Regions from separate parts of the Mus musculus genome. Here regions 2, 3 and 4 are each linked to region 1. A link is a contact called in public HiChIP or PLAC-seq and promoter capture Hi-C data. All regions are on one chromosome and are shown on one strand. Each heading gives the region's core, a stretch centred on a gene start, on an enhancer-like site or on the middle of the called end of the contact. The rest is flanking DNA. Distances are from core to core; before and after follow the strand shown.

Region 1 (2,853 bases), core at 9-2,508:
ACAAACAAACAAAACCAGAAACAAAACAAACAAAAACTCTATGACAAAGAAGCTTCAAACACCTATGGGAGAGATCACCTCTAGCTTGGTTAATAAAGAAAACGTTTTTGTTGATCAGCCAGTCATTATGAGAAATCTCAAACCCACAGGAGAACAATGTAACGAACCCTTCCACACCTAAGATTCCCATTAAAAACCCATCAGTCCTTGGTTGTTCTTGCTTTATGCACACCCCCCACGCACACACTTGTACTAGAGTCCTTTGAAGCAAATCCCAGACATAGCGTGATTTCATCTGCACATGTTCCAACACGCATTCCTAACTGCTAAGAAATCTTTGAAGACGCTACATATGTGATCTCAAACCCATGACTTCTTAGGGGCAGGAATGCAGCGCAGGAGGTTGGAAAGGTGGGAGGGGCTTGAGGAAAGCCGGATTGGGTGGTGGGGGTGGGGTGAAGCCTGGAATACGTGAAGAAAGACTGACCCAGAAATGAGGCCAAGGCTTAGCGCGCAGCGTCACAAATGCGGACAAAAACAAAAAACCAACAACAAACAAAAGCCATCCAGACAGGAACTGAGGCTGGATTCTCAAGTTCTTAGGAGTTCACCGGAAGAATCCACCTTTGCAAGGATCCTACAGAGAAGAGGGATAGCTAAATACAATTGCTTCAGCCCCGACGAGCACACTGCGTTCCCCCTGTCACTCCACAGGAGAACTGTGTGTGCTGGAACCCACAGAGACTAGCCAAGCCTCTCTTCACGGCCAGAACATCCTGGCCACACAGATCATCTGACCAGAGTCCTATCCCAGGGTAAGAGGAGATGCTAACTCAGTCAACTCCCTGCTGACTAAGGTAGAAGTTCTCCCAGCCTCCCTTGCCAATGCCCGCGGTGGCTGCATACAAAGTCGCCCTGCTGAAGGTTTCAGCGGGGTGCCCAGGGTCATGCATAGCGTGGCCAGGCTTGAGCTGGAGACTCGGCTTCGGGTTTACAGGTTACAATCCCCAGTGTGTGTGTGTGTGTGTGTGTGTGTGATTCATCCCAAATGTGAACTGAAACCCTCCCTCCGTTCACCTTTTTTCCAAATTGCCTCCTTTCAAATGTCTACGCATAACTTCTTGCTAAAACTGACATTGTACGCTCTGAGAAAGAGGGCAGTGTGACTGATAACAAGGAAGGAGAAGTCAGGGAAGTAGAATTTACTCTCTCTTCCTCTCCACCTTCAGTCCTCCCCCACGTACTCCTCCCAGGGGAGGGCGGGGCTTAATGTGTGATTGGTGGTTGAAATGGAACCCTGTCTCCTGTCAGGCTCCTGAAGTCCTGAAGTTTCCTCTATCAAAATGAAGGATGCAGCGGCCTCAGTTGACCCCAGTGGATAAGGAATGGCTTTGGGATGCTAACTCACAACTCTGTGGGGGAGCCTTGGAGATCACCCCAGAGGGAAGTGAAGCCCCACTGGTTTTCTCAGCAGCTGGCTTTCTCAAGCCAGCTCTCCCTAGAACAAAAACAACCCTGTCAGAAACCATAAACAGTCAGGAAAACACACAGCCAGACAAAGGGAGGCCATTCAGTGGTCCCAGCATGGTCTCCTCCACCCGTCAGGATCATTGACCCAACAGGTCAGAATCTGCTGTAAAACTTGGCAGGAAGAAATCTGGGCAGAGGGATGAGGGAACAAAGATGAGACCAAGCCTCAAGCATTATCTTTTCAATCGTTTTAAGATCTATCCTGCGGAAAGGGTGCTGTTCCAGGAGGCAAAGAAATAAGGAACTGCAAGTTAAGTCCCCTTTTAGGACTTTCCAGCCAAGTGACACGACTTAAAACCCAGCACCAGTGGGGTCTCTAAGTTTGAGGCCAGCCTAGTCTACAGAGTGATTTCCAGGAGAGCCAGTACTATACAGAGAAACCCTGGGGTGGGGGCAGCGGGGCGGGGGGGGGGGGGTGGAGGGACACTTTCCAGGCTAGGCATGAGGCTCAGTTGGTAGAACATTCGTGAACCCTGTGTAAGATTCCCCAGACACAGCTGTGATTCCCAGCTCTAGAGAGACAGAGGCAGGGGGACTGGATATCAGGGTCATCCTGGACTACTTTAAACTAAGCCTAGAGTACTTGATTCAGTCAATCAACCAGCCAACCAACCAGGTAATAGGACTCCCTTCACAACTACGGATGCAAAGGCAAAAAAGGGCGTGGACTGTTTTAAATCCATCTAAGACTCTTCTTCCTCCTACCTGTCTAAGTGGCTCTTTCATCACTATTCTACAGGTTGCCCTGACGCCTATCCAAAGTTTCTAAGTGCTCTCTCTGTCTGTCTCTGTCTCTCCCCTCTCCCTCTCCCTCTCTCTCTCTCTCTCTGTGTGTGTGTGTGTGTGTGTGTGTGTGTGTGTGTGTGTGCCCCTCATTCCATCCTAGTAAGTGTCTGACTTCAAGTGCCTCCTCTCTGCTGAATCCAAGTCTCTGGAGTTTTAGCTAAGCTTTTGCCTGAGTTTTTTATTGACGGCTCACCTTTTGAGTTATGTGTCTCCAACCCATTGACACCTTCAATGTCGTACAGACGTAGTTACCTACATCCATCCATACCGGGTATCCCTTTTGCCCACCCTCATCTCTCAACACCCCCTCACCTGTATCTGTTTATCCCGCTTCTCTGAACCTGTCCCTTCCTTGCAGTAGCTCTGCCGGCAAGTCGGCACCATGAGGATGCCTTTCAGCATTTGCTTCAATAGTGTGCCTTCTCTGACACGACCCCACTCATTCTCCACTGTATAAACTGACTTGACCACTCCATGGTATAAGAATGTTTTGTTCTGGATATGAGAAAGAAAGGGCAGCCAGAAGCATCTGGAAGA
Region 2 (3,140 bases), core at 178-2,677, 620 kb before region 1:
ACAGCTGTCAATCATGTAACAAAATAAATACCACAATATGAAGTGAGAGGCACAAAACAAATTGAGATGACCTTGACCCTGACTGTCACTGTTCCCACCATACTTGAAGTAACCTATTTTTCTCCTGAGCGTTGGGAAGTGAGTGTGTGTGTGTGTGTGTGTGTGTGTACTCAACTATGTAATGAAAATAAAAATAAAACCCTTAGATGTGGGTAAGAAGAGAAAGACAAGTGTAATGGTAGCTCACAGTGCACCTACAGAGCTGGTTTCCAAGAGGAAATACGACTGCCTATTAATTATTAATAGGAAAAGACAACAAATGATTAAAGGAGATATATTAATTCTCTTCTGTGCTTAACCAAAACAGGTTTTCAAGCAATGCCTTTATTTACTGCCAGGTATCTTCGGAGTTTGTGAAAATCTCTAGAATGGATAACCTCATCCAAATCTCCACTGACAGACTGAAGCAGACGGACGTGCGACTACCCATTTCCTAACTTGGTTTTTCCCTCAACTGTCATAGGAGTACTAGTTATGATGCAGTCGTTTTCCTCCCTGAATCAAGTTGCTTCGATCATTGCTTCCCTTAAACCACACTGTCTTCAAATGAGGAATTTACACCATTATTACTAAGAATAGCAAAGTACTTAGGGGAGACCGACATCGGATGGGAAAGTTTTGCGGTCTTGAAGCTAAAATCCAACTCTGGCTGCTACTTTTTTCCTTTTTTTCTCAGCAAAGGAACTTTGAGACTTGAGAAGCTCACTCTGGAATTTTGTGCTGTATCTGTAGCAAGGACTCCCCCTCCCCAAACACCAAGGATCTAGATTAAGTGCTAAGTCTCTTGGTCCGATCAAGCCCCAGTCTCCTTCTCTTCCTCCCTCTCACCCGCAATAAGAGGAAGAATCCACGCCAGGCTCGCGCTTGACTCTAAACCCAATATCTCCCTACAGCTGGTGCATTGGAAGTTATGAGCACAAACAGATGCTGCAGAGAAATCTGTTTCTATTGCTCAACTCTTCCAAGCGTGTCTCAGTATTTTTAGCTCTGAGGATGTTCTGGTGCGCACACAAACTATATAGGCAATGAGCCGGGACTCCAAAGCTTGCGGGAGGAAAGCATTAACAGCAGCCTGACAACTGGGCACCTCCGGAGCAGCCGGAGCTGTAGGGTAGAGGACTGTGGAGCAAGTTCATTGCCCTGGACACACACAGACAACCCAGAAGAGAACAGGAAGAAAACACAGAAGCCCTTACCTGTTGCTGGTACAGGATCATGGGGACATGGAGTGGAAGTGGGGATTACAGAAGCATGTAAGATCCAGTGGTTTTTGTGAAAGAGAATGAGCCGAAGCAAGTGAGAATTCCCAAGACACTGCTTGCCGGTGCTGGGAAGGCTGCGCGCTGGCCAGGGCTCCAGTGCGCTCTGCGATAGCCTGGAGGCGGTCCTTGTGATAACCGGCCTTGTTGGCTCCGCCCTCTGCCCACTGTTGGCCAATCGGAGCGCACGTGGCTGCGCTTCCCCCGCCCCGGGAACCGCCATCAGGAGGAGGAGGAGGAGGATCTCTACACCCGCGGACCCTGGCTCTGCCAGCCTCGGAACCTGCTGTGGCTTCCTCTACCTCCTCCAGCTGCCTAGCCTGGTCTGAGAGTCCAGCTCTGGGCTGAGGAGGAGGAAGTCGCGGCCCAGAGGGTACAGCAACAGGTGGGAAGCTCAGCCTCCATGCGGCTGCCTAATTGCAGCCTGGCCTTGGGCAAAGCTTCCTACTGGGTTCTGTGAGACCCACACTTCCCGGTTTCTTTCCACAGTGGAGGCCGGCTGTACGTGTTCCTGTATAAGGGCCCGAGAGGTGTCAGTGCCTGGGAAAGACGTCTACAGCAGGGAGGGAATAAATAACCACTGGGGTGCGTCTCCCTCCAGCCCTTTTCCAGCCTGTAGACTGTGGAAACCCACAGAGCACTCAACTGCAGCTTGCGGATAATCCTTAAATTAAACCTGGAAAGGGTCCCGGGACCCGCACTCAATACCCTGCAAAATTTAGATGTGCTAGCGATTGCTTGTCTGACTGGGCCGTTTCTCCTCGCAAATGATGGTGAATTACTTACAAAAAAAAAAAAAAGAAAAAAAATGCGCCTAGACTTCTCTGGGATGTGTGGGGGAAGGGAGGGAGCCGCTGGTTCCTTTCGCCTTGTCCGCCCTCGCCCTCGATCTTTCTCTCCACCACCGCCCGGCAAGCTCTGCTCATGTAAAACCAGAACAATTAGAGAGTAATGAATTCTCTGGAACAGCAACTCCTACAGACTCTCAGCTCTGCCCTCGCTCCAGCGCCTCCCCGTCCTCCTTCCCAGCAACCAGGCAAGAGTACTGCAGACCTTCAAAAACCAGCCTCGGTTAGCACCTGCATCCTGACAATTTATAAATGAATTCTCCACTGAGTGTGTAAAGCAGGTGCATGTTATCTCTGAGTACATTGGTATCGTAGCGAAGCTTTGCTTTTAAAATGACATGATGCGTTTAGGAGTCTTTTATCTTCCACGGAGTTTTGCAGTCCGGTTTAATGAATATGCTTCAAGCACCCCAAAGCATCTGCCTACCTTTAACTTAAGCCCGTAAAGACTGCCTTGAGTCACCAAACAACCTCTACAAAATATTTCGCGTTCTAGGTGGTAGGAGCAGGGCACACTTTTATGTGTACGAGTGTTGAAAGGAGCCGTTCTGAGCTGCTGAGTGGATACCCACCTCCTAGTCCCACATCCGCACTTGGCCCCTAGGAGGTGCTGGTGAAATGTGCATAGATTTTCATTTTACCTTAAGAAGCCTGCCTCTTTTCCTAGCATGAGCAATACACTTAAGAGGGTGCAGAATGGATCATGAAAGCCCTGGGACTCTTTTGATATCCAAATGGCATTTCATTTGCTGAGGCTGAATCCCCATCAAGCCCCAATACTGAGGGTTGCCATTTAAGCCCTTGTATAATGGGATATTTTTTCCCACAAGGAAAGTCTTCTTTATCATATATTAAGTCATATATTATTTATAAATAGCTTGGGTTAAATCTGCAAAGATGACTATATTAGAACCCAGGTTGTAGCCTGAAGCGAAATGAATCCAGAGACGGAAAACGTTAACTCTTCCTTGAC
Region 3 (2,842 bases), core at 227-2,726, 510 kb before region 1:
CATGTGGCTAGGATGGCTTGCCTCTCCTTATCCCGGTGAGCCACAAAGCAAAGATAAGCCCCATGGAATCAGAGCTGAGATGCAGCCCGCAAAGCACCTCAACCTGTGTACTCTTGCCTTCAAGGTTCTTCAACTTCCAGACAGTGCCACCATCTACTGACCAAGTGTTCAAGCACGGAGATTTTAGGGAGCATCTTATGCCTAAACCATAATGAACACAGAGATACACAAGTTACATTTTCCAGGGGATTAGAATGAAGAGAATATTATCTAAAATCTCTCCTGGATGTTAAAATTATCTACACATTTATTATGACTATTATGACTAAGATGACCTCTGTTTTTAAAAGGCTCACTTTCCCTGTTTCTCATTCTGTGTATGTCTGGGGCTTGGGGGGGGGAGGTATACACATAAGGAAGTGCAACTGTCAGTGGGAGTCAGACAAGGGTATCAGATCGGCAGAGCTCAAGTTAGAGGTGTTTGGGAGCTGCCTGACCTGGGTACTGGGAAAGCAAAGCCCCGTTCCTCTACATAATCAGTGCTCACCTTTAATCACGGGGCCTGCCTCTCTAACACTACTGCTCTCAAGATCTTTTTTTTTTTTTTTGGTTTTATTCACATTTATAGTATTACAGCCATAGTCTCCTCACTGCCTCCTTGACCCTCCTCGTCCCTTCTTCCCTACGTGTTCTCCTGCAAGTTGCATGTTTGTTTTGTGTGTGAGCTGTATCTCTTGCTTGTGACTGCAAGGGCCATGCTACATGCAGAGAACTGTTCACACCAGTCCTCTCTCCCACCCCACCTGTGTCCCTTTTAAGCTTCCTGTGTCCTCTTCTGTGACACTTGCTGGGCCTTGACAGCAGTGATGTACATGTTCTATGTACGTCTGAGCATTAATCAGTCATAGTCTCAATAAATACCTGATCTTGGAGATGATTTTGTGTGTATTTGCCCTGTCTTCATCTCTGAGAGATGGCTTTCGATCACCACTTCAACATTGCAAGTCCTGTGTCCCTGACCCCATTACTGTTTTCATTAGGTAACATTGGAAGGGAAGAAAGTGGCGTGCATCCCCTCCTTTATCTCGCTTCCCTTTTGTTCATACAGAGGTGCATGCTTTGCCTCCTAATTTAGAACCTTCTGCTGCTGTTTCAAACTTCAAGAATGAACTGCAAAAAGGCAAGACCATGTTGCTTGGCGCCCCTTCCAAGAATTTTTTTTTCTAATGCTTTCCTTTCCCCAAAATAAGAATCAAAAATGATATTTCTTTTGACAGCTGGTAACTAATCCTGCTTTAGCAGGAAGGAGAGCAGGAAGCCAGCAAAGGAATTTTCCATTCCTGTCTCTTTCAATTTTTTTCCACATCAGGTACTTTTCAAAACCTAGACGTTTCCAGTGAGTCTGTAAGTCTTCTTGTTTTGTCTAGCAGAGTCACGTGCCCTTTAACTCCTGCACTGATGAGAGCCTGACCAGGTTTCTGTTTGCATTTGGAGAACTGAGAACCTGAGAACTTCTGAATCTCCACGGGGAGTGCAGCTGTGCTCAGATGCCCAGCTTATGCAAATGGAATTTTTTTCCCCTCCTTTTGTAAAGACAAAATTCACACAGCTAGTCCATCAGATCACAGATCAAAATGTCCCCGATGGTAACAAGAACCGCAACCTGGACTCCTATAATAAGTCACTGCTCAAACATCACTTCTCTGCTTGACTGCCTTTTGCTATTTCCTCTCAGCTCCATCCCCCAGCCTTTTCTTATCCCAGGCTTTTGCCACTCATTACCCAGCAGTTAGTGAGGGTGCTGAAGGTAGGCAAAAGCAAATGAAATTAAGGAAAAAAATAAAGGCTTTATGTTATGTAGCAGGACAGGAATGAGAAGTCAAAAATAATTGTGGAGTTTTGTTATCTGAATATATGGGATGAATTATTTTAAAGATCTTTCACATCTTTGTGAGAAGAAAATAACTCAGTGGAAACAATCAAGTATATAGGGATAACATGGTCAGAGAAAACATTATAAAGTAGAATTTCCCTTAGGGCAGAGGAGTAAAGAGAGGTGTGGTCTCTGTCAAGAGGTTTTATGTCTGAGGATCTGTGTTTTCCAAAATGGAAAGACTTGGTTAATCTCCATTATCTTTACAAATAATGTATTATTTCTTTTGTTCATATTACATTGAAATAAAGCTACATAGTTGAGAACAAGAATTGTGTCCACACACATCGGATAGTGCCTAATGTAGACCTTATGCTCACTAAATGTGTGTATATATGTTAAAGGAACCAGTAATTAGGTTGTTCTTTCTAATGTTAACTACTCATGCCCTTGAGGATAATATTTAGTGCAGGTCACAGAGCTTGATTAAGTTGACAATCAATATAACACTGTTTTTTTTTTGTAGTCTCACCTATATAACTCTACCATTGTGTGTGTGTGTGTGTGTGTGTGTGTGTGTTTGTGTGTGTAAAGTGTATGTGTATTACAAGCTTGTATATATTCAGGGGAGACACAGTGAGTTTGTCTAGTCCATGTACATATGGAAGCCAAAAATTGACTCTGTGTGCCTTTTTCAGTCATTTTCCATCTCACATTTTAAGAAAAGGTCTCCCACTGTACTTAGAGCTTACCTTTATGAATCCAGGAAACACCTGAGATAAGCATGTCCTTGCCCACATTTCCCATCCCCCATTTCGCATCCCCAAACCAGTGCTGTAGTTACAGGTATACATTACTATGCTAAGATTGTGTGTGTGTGTGTGTGTGTGTGTGTGTGTGTGCAGGGAATCTACACTGAGATCTTCATGTTGGCACAACAAATACTTTACCCACTGAGCTACCTCTTCA
Region 4 (2,900 bases), core at 150-2,649, 720 kb before region 1:
AGCCCTAGGTAGAGGCTTTACAATGCTAAATTCCCAGTAGATACTGAGGGCAAATCAAAGACTTATTTCTTGTTCTCTTTTCTTTCTGTTCTTTTCCCTCTTCCTTCCTTCCTTCTTCCCTTTCTTCCTTCCTTTCTGTATTTTTTGTCTTTTTTCTTAAGACAGTTTTTCTCTTTAGCCCTGATTGTCCCGGAATGCTTGATGTAGAGCAGGCTGGCCTAGAACTCAGAGATCTGCCTGCCTCTGCCTCCAAACTGCTAGGATTAAAGGTATGTGCCACCACCATCCAGACGCGACTTTTTTTTAACACAGATTTTTCATCACATTGTTCTCCTTTGTGTGTCCATTCAGAAGCCTGTGGAATAGTAAAGGTGGGTACCTTATTTCTAACAGTCCCATCTTTATCTCCACGGAGTCATGAAGAGTTGTCTGATCTATGCTGCATGAGGAAAAAAAAAAAGCACACACTGCCATAAATCTTCAGCGATTCCCACTTTAATTTGAAATGTATGATTAACACTCAAGCCCAGACACAAAGTCAATAGAAGCTATGCCAGGAAATACACATGACATCTTAATGTGAACAGCCAGTACCAAATACAACACCATGGCGCTTCCCCATCTTTATTTATTTTAATCTAGTAATCAGAGAAAAGCGAAGAAGAGTGATGACTTTTGGATTTGTCCGTAAATTCTGTACTAATGATGGTTTTCCTCATTACTCTGCATTCCATACAGGAGGATATGAGAAAAAAAAAAAAAGAGTAACCCAGGTAGACACCATGACCAGAAAAAGCCAACACAATCCCTTAGGGGTTAATTTGTTCATCTGTCTTTCCTCTAAGGCCAAGAATCTTTTTTGTAACTCCTCATAGATAAATATTCCCAGAGAGATCGTGGAGGAGAAAGGTAACGGCACAGTGGAGCAAACATTTTAACCACCTTGCCAATAGGAGTCCTGGAGAAGTCAAGAACGTTTAGGTCAGTGTATCTCTGTCGCTGCAGTGACCAACCCACTCCTGAGGGCACGGGAAAGCTTGTTGACGTTAGGAGAATGTGGAAATAAAGACACATAAGCAGGGCTTTGAGGTAACCTAGCTTTCTTTCTCATCTAGATGAAAGCTAACTGTTCCAAGTTATAAGTACACTGCTGACACTTAACTGACCATAAAGTTCAGTTGCCCTCATCTTGTTCTTACAGAAGCATTTCAAATGAGCTTTTAAAAATATCACTTCTTACTCTCTAGCCACCATTTCTACTTGCCTGGAGAGTAAAGTAAAGAAATTGAGCAAAAACAAAAGTATTTAAAGCAGAAATGGGAATATCAGCTGAGCTCCCACCAGGACCCTGCACTTCCTATTTCTATTTTTCTGCTTCCTTATCTGATGTGGGAGAAACTGTCCTTTATGAAGTTGCTTGTGACTTCTCCTTCCTGAAGCTGCTTAGAAGCCCTCTGTGTATCAGAGTTAAGTGTTGTTTCTCCAACTCCCTCACACTTTTCACCTTGCTCATATGATCATTGTCTGTGCATCACAGCTTCCTACTGACAATCTCTTGTGCATGCCATGGCAGAACAATGGAGATTTAACAGGCTCCCAGTTGTTGCCACCTTGGATTTAAATGCTGAATTCAAATTGTATACTAATAGGATGGATTTGATAAATTATATAACTTATCCCTTGGTTTGGAAGAGTACAGTATAACTATTATTCCAGAGTCATTGAGGGGAATGAAATGAAGTTATTTTAGGCATTGATTCCAGACTAATGAAAGCATGTGGCAATTTCCCATGACAGTACCTGGCTATGACTGTCTGAGACTTTCCCCTAAACAATAAAAATTACAATAATACTGATATTCTATTCAACCACTTAACTTCTCAGTAAGACAAGAAACAAAGTAATCAAATATAATGTTAAAAGGCTGACTGGATTTGACTTTCAAAACAGAAACAATATAGAATCATAGATGGCTTTCCGCTGCAGGATTACTGCAGATGTCAACTCTTATGTGTTTGACATGAAGGAATTATATCTTGAGTGAACATAAATAGAGATCCTGACTCCTGAATTTGTTACATCACCAAAAGGTCAACGAAGGGTTGCCACTAATAAAATGACCTGTAATAAAGATTGTACCCTCTGTAGCATCCTTCACTGCTTCTAAAACTTTTGTTCTATATTTTTCCCTAAATTTTATTTTGTGTGATATGCGTGCAGAGAGTTGGGATATACACACATAGCATAGCACAAGTGTAGATGTCAGAGGACAGCTTGCAGGAATCCGTTATTTCCTTCCACTACACAGTTTCCAGAATGGAACTCGGGTCCTAAGGCTCAGTAGCAAGTGCCTTTCTGTGCTGTGGCATCGTGCCGCCTCGTGTGCTACCTTGCGATCCCTCATCCTGCTGAGGTCATGCAGAAGGGAATGAAGTTCATTTTCATCTTAACTTAGAACAAACCATATCTCAGTGATACAATCAACATCTTTTTCTTTCAAGCAGATTTTTGTGATACAAGTTTTTTTTATAATTTTTTTAATTAGGTAGTTTCTTCATTTACATTTCAAATGCTATCCCAAAAGTCCCCCATACCCTCTCCCCCCACTCCCCTACCCACCCACTCCCACTTTTTGGCCCTGGCGTTCCCCTGTACTGGGGCATATAAAGTTTGCACGACCAATGGGCCTCTCTTTCCAGTGAGGGCCTACTCGGCCATCTTTTGATACATATGCAGCTAGAGTCAAGAGCTTCGGGGTACTGGTTAGTTCATAATGTTGTTCCACCTATAGGGTTGCAGATCCCTTTAGCTCCTTGGGTACTTTCTCTAGCTCCTCCACTGGGGGCCCTGTGATCCATCCAATAGCGACTGTGAGCATCCACTTCTGTGTTTACCAGGCC

What was found. Promoter capture Hi-C pulls out the DNA fragments that hold promoters and counts their contacts. HiChIP or PLAC-seq counts read pairs in DNA pulled down with a chosen protein or histone mark.
Region 2: an H3K27ac HiChIP or PLAC-seq map of bone marrow-derived dendritic cells shows a contact between it and region 1, with 3 times the contacts expected there. The contact joins the promoter of Kcnj2 here to the enhancer-like site in region 1. A contact is called at or near these places in 3 of 39 promoter capture datasets (the C10 cell line, hematopoietic stem and progenitor cells and liver), 1 of 484 Hi-C or Micro-C datasets (uterus), 5 of 115 datasets of contacts at active chromatin or transcription factors (bone marrow-derived dendritic cells, bone marrow-derived macrophages, kidney and 1 more) and 1 of 9 other capture datasets (liver).
Region 3: a promoter capture Hi-C map of cranial neural crest shows a contact between it and region 1. The contact joins two enhancer-like sites. A contact is called at or near these places in 2 of 39 promoter capture datasets (cranial neural crest and second pharyngeal arch cranial neural crest), 1 of 484 Hi-C or Micro-C datasets (B cells) and 1 of 115 datasets of contacts at active chromatin or transcription factors (stem cell-derived neural progenitor cells).
Region 4: an H3K4me3 HiChIP or PLAC-seq map of bone marrow-derived macrophages shows a contact between it and region 1, with 8 times the contacts expected there. The contact joins two enhancer-like sites. A contact is called at or near these places in 1 of 115 datasets of contacts at active chromatin or transcription factors (bone marrow-derived macrophages) and 1 of 9 other capture datasets (embryonic stem cells).

The regions. Positions count from the first base shown.
Region 1 is chr11:110,446,911-110,449,763 of GRCm38.p6, reverse strand. All of the region lies in intron 1 of Map2k6 (mitogen-activated protein kinase kinase 6), which reads right to left. Among named protein-coding and RNA genes, the nearest start is that of Gm39446, 28 kb to the left of the region's middle. Within about 2 kb of position 1,258, at least 142 of the 459 cell types and tissues checked have an H3K27ac peak or open chromatin away from gene starts, as enhancers often do. A contact at or near this core is called in bone marrow-derived dendritic cells, bone marrow-derived macrophages, kidney and 2 more, where this site is marked.
Region 2 is chr11:111,064,451-111,067,590 of GRCm38.p6, reverse strand. It overlaps Kcnj2 (potassium inwardly-rectifying channel, subfamily J, member 2), which reads right to left and starts at 1,427. Exons shown (of 2, transcript NM_008425.4): 1 at 1,257-1,427.
Region 3 is chr11:110,960,550-110,963,391 of GRCm38.p6, reverse strand. No RefSeq gene overlaps it. Among named protein-coding and RNA genes, the nearest start is that of Kcnj16, 36 kb to the left of the region's middle. Within about 2 kb of position 1,476, at least 34 of the 459 cell types and tissues checked have an H3K27ac peak or open chromatin away from gene starts, as enhancers often do.
Region 4 is chr11:111,163,595-111,166,494 of GRCm38.p6, reverse strand. No RefSeq gene overlaps it. Among named protein-coding and RNA genes, the nearest start is that of Kcnj2, 99 kb to the right of the region's middle. Within about 2 kb of position 1,399, at least 7 of the 459 cell types and tissues checked have an H3K27ac peak or open chromatin away from gene starts, as enhancers often do. A contact at or near this core is called in bone marrow-derived macrophages, where this site is marked.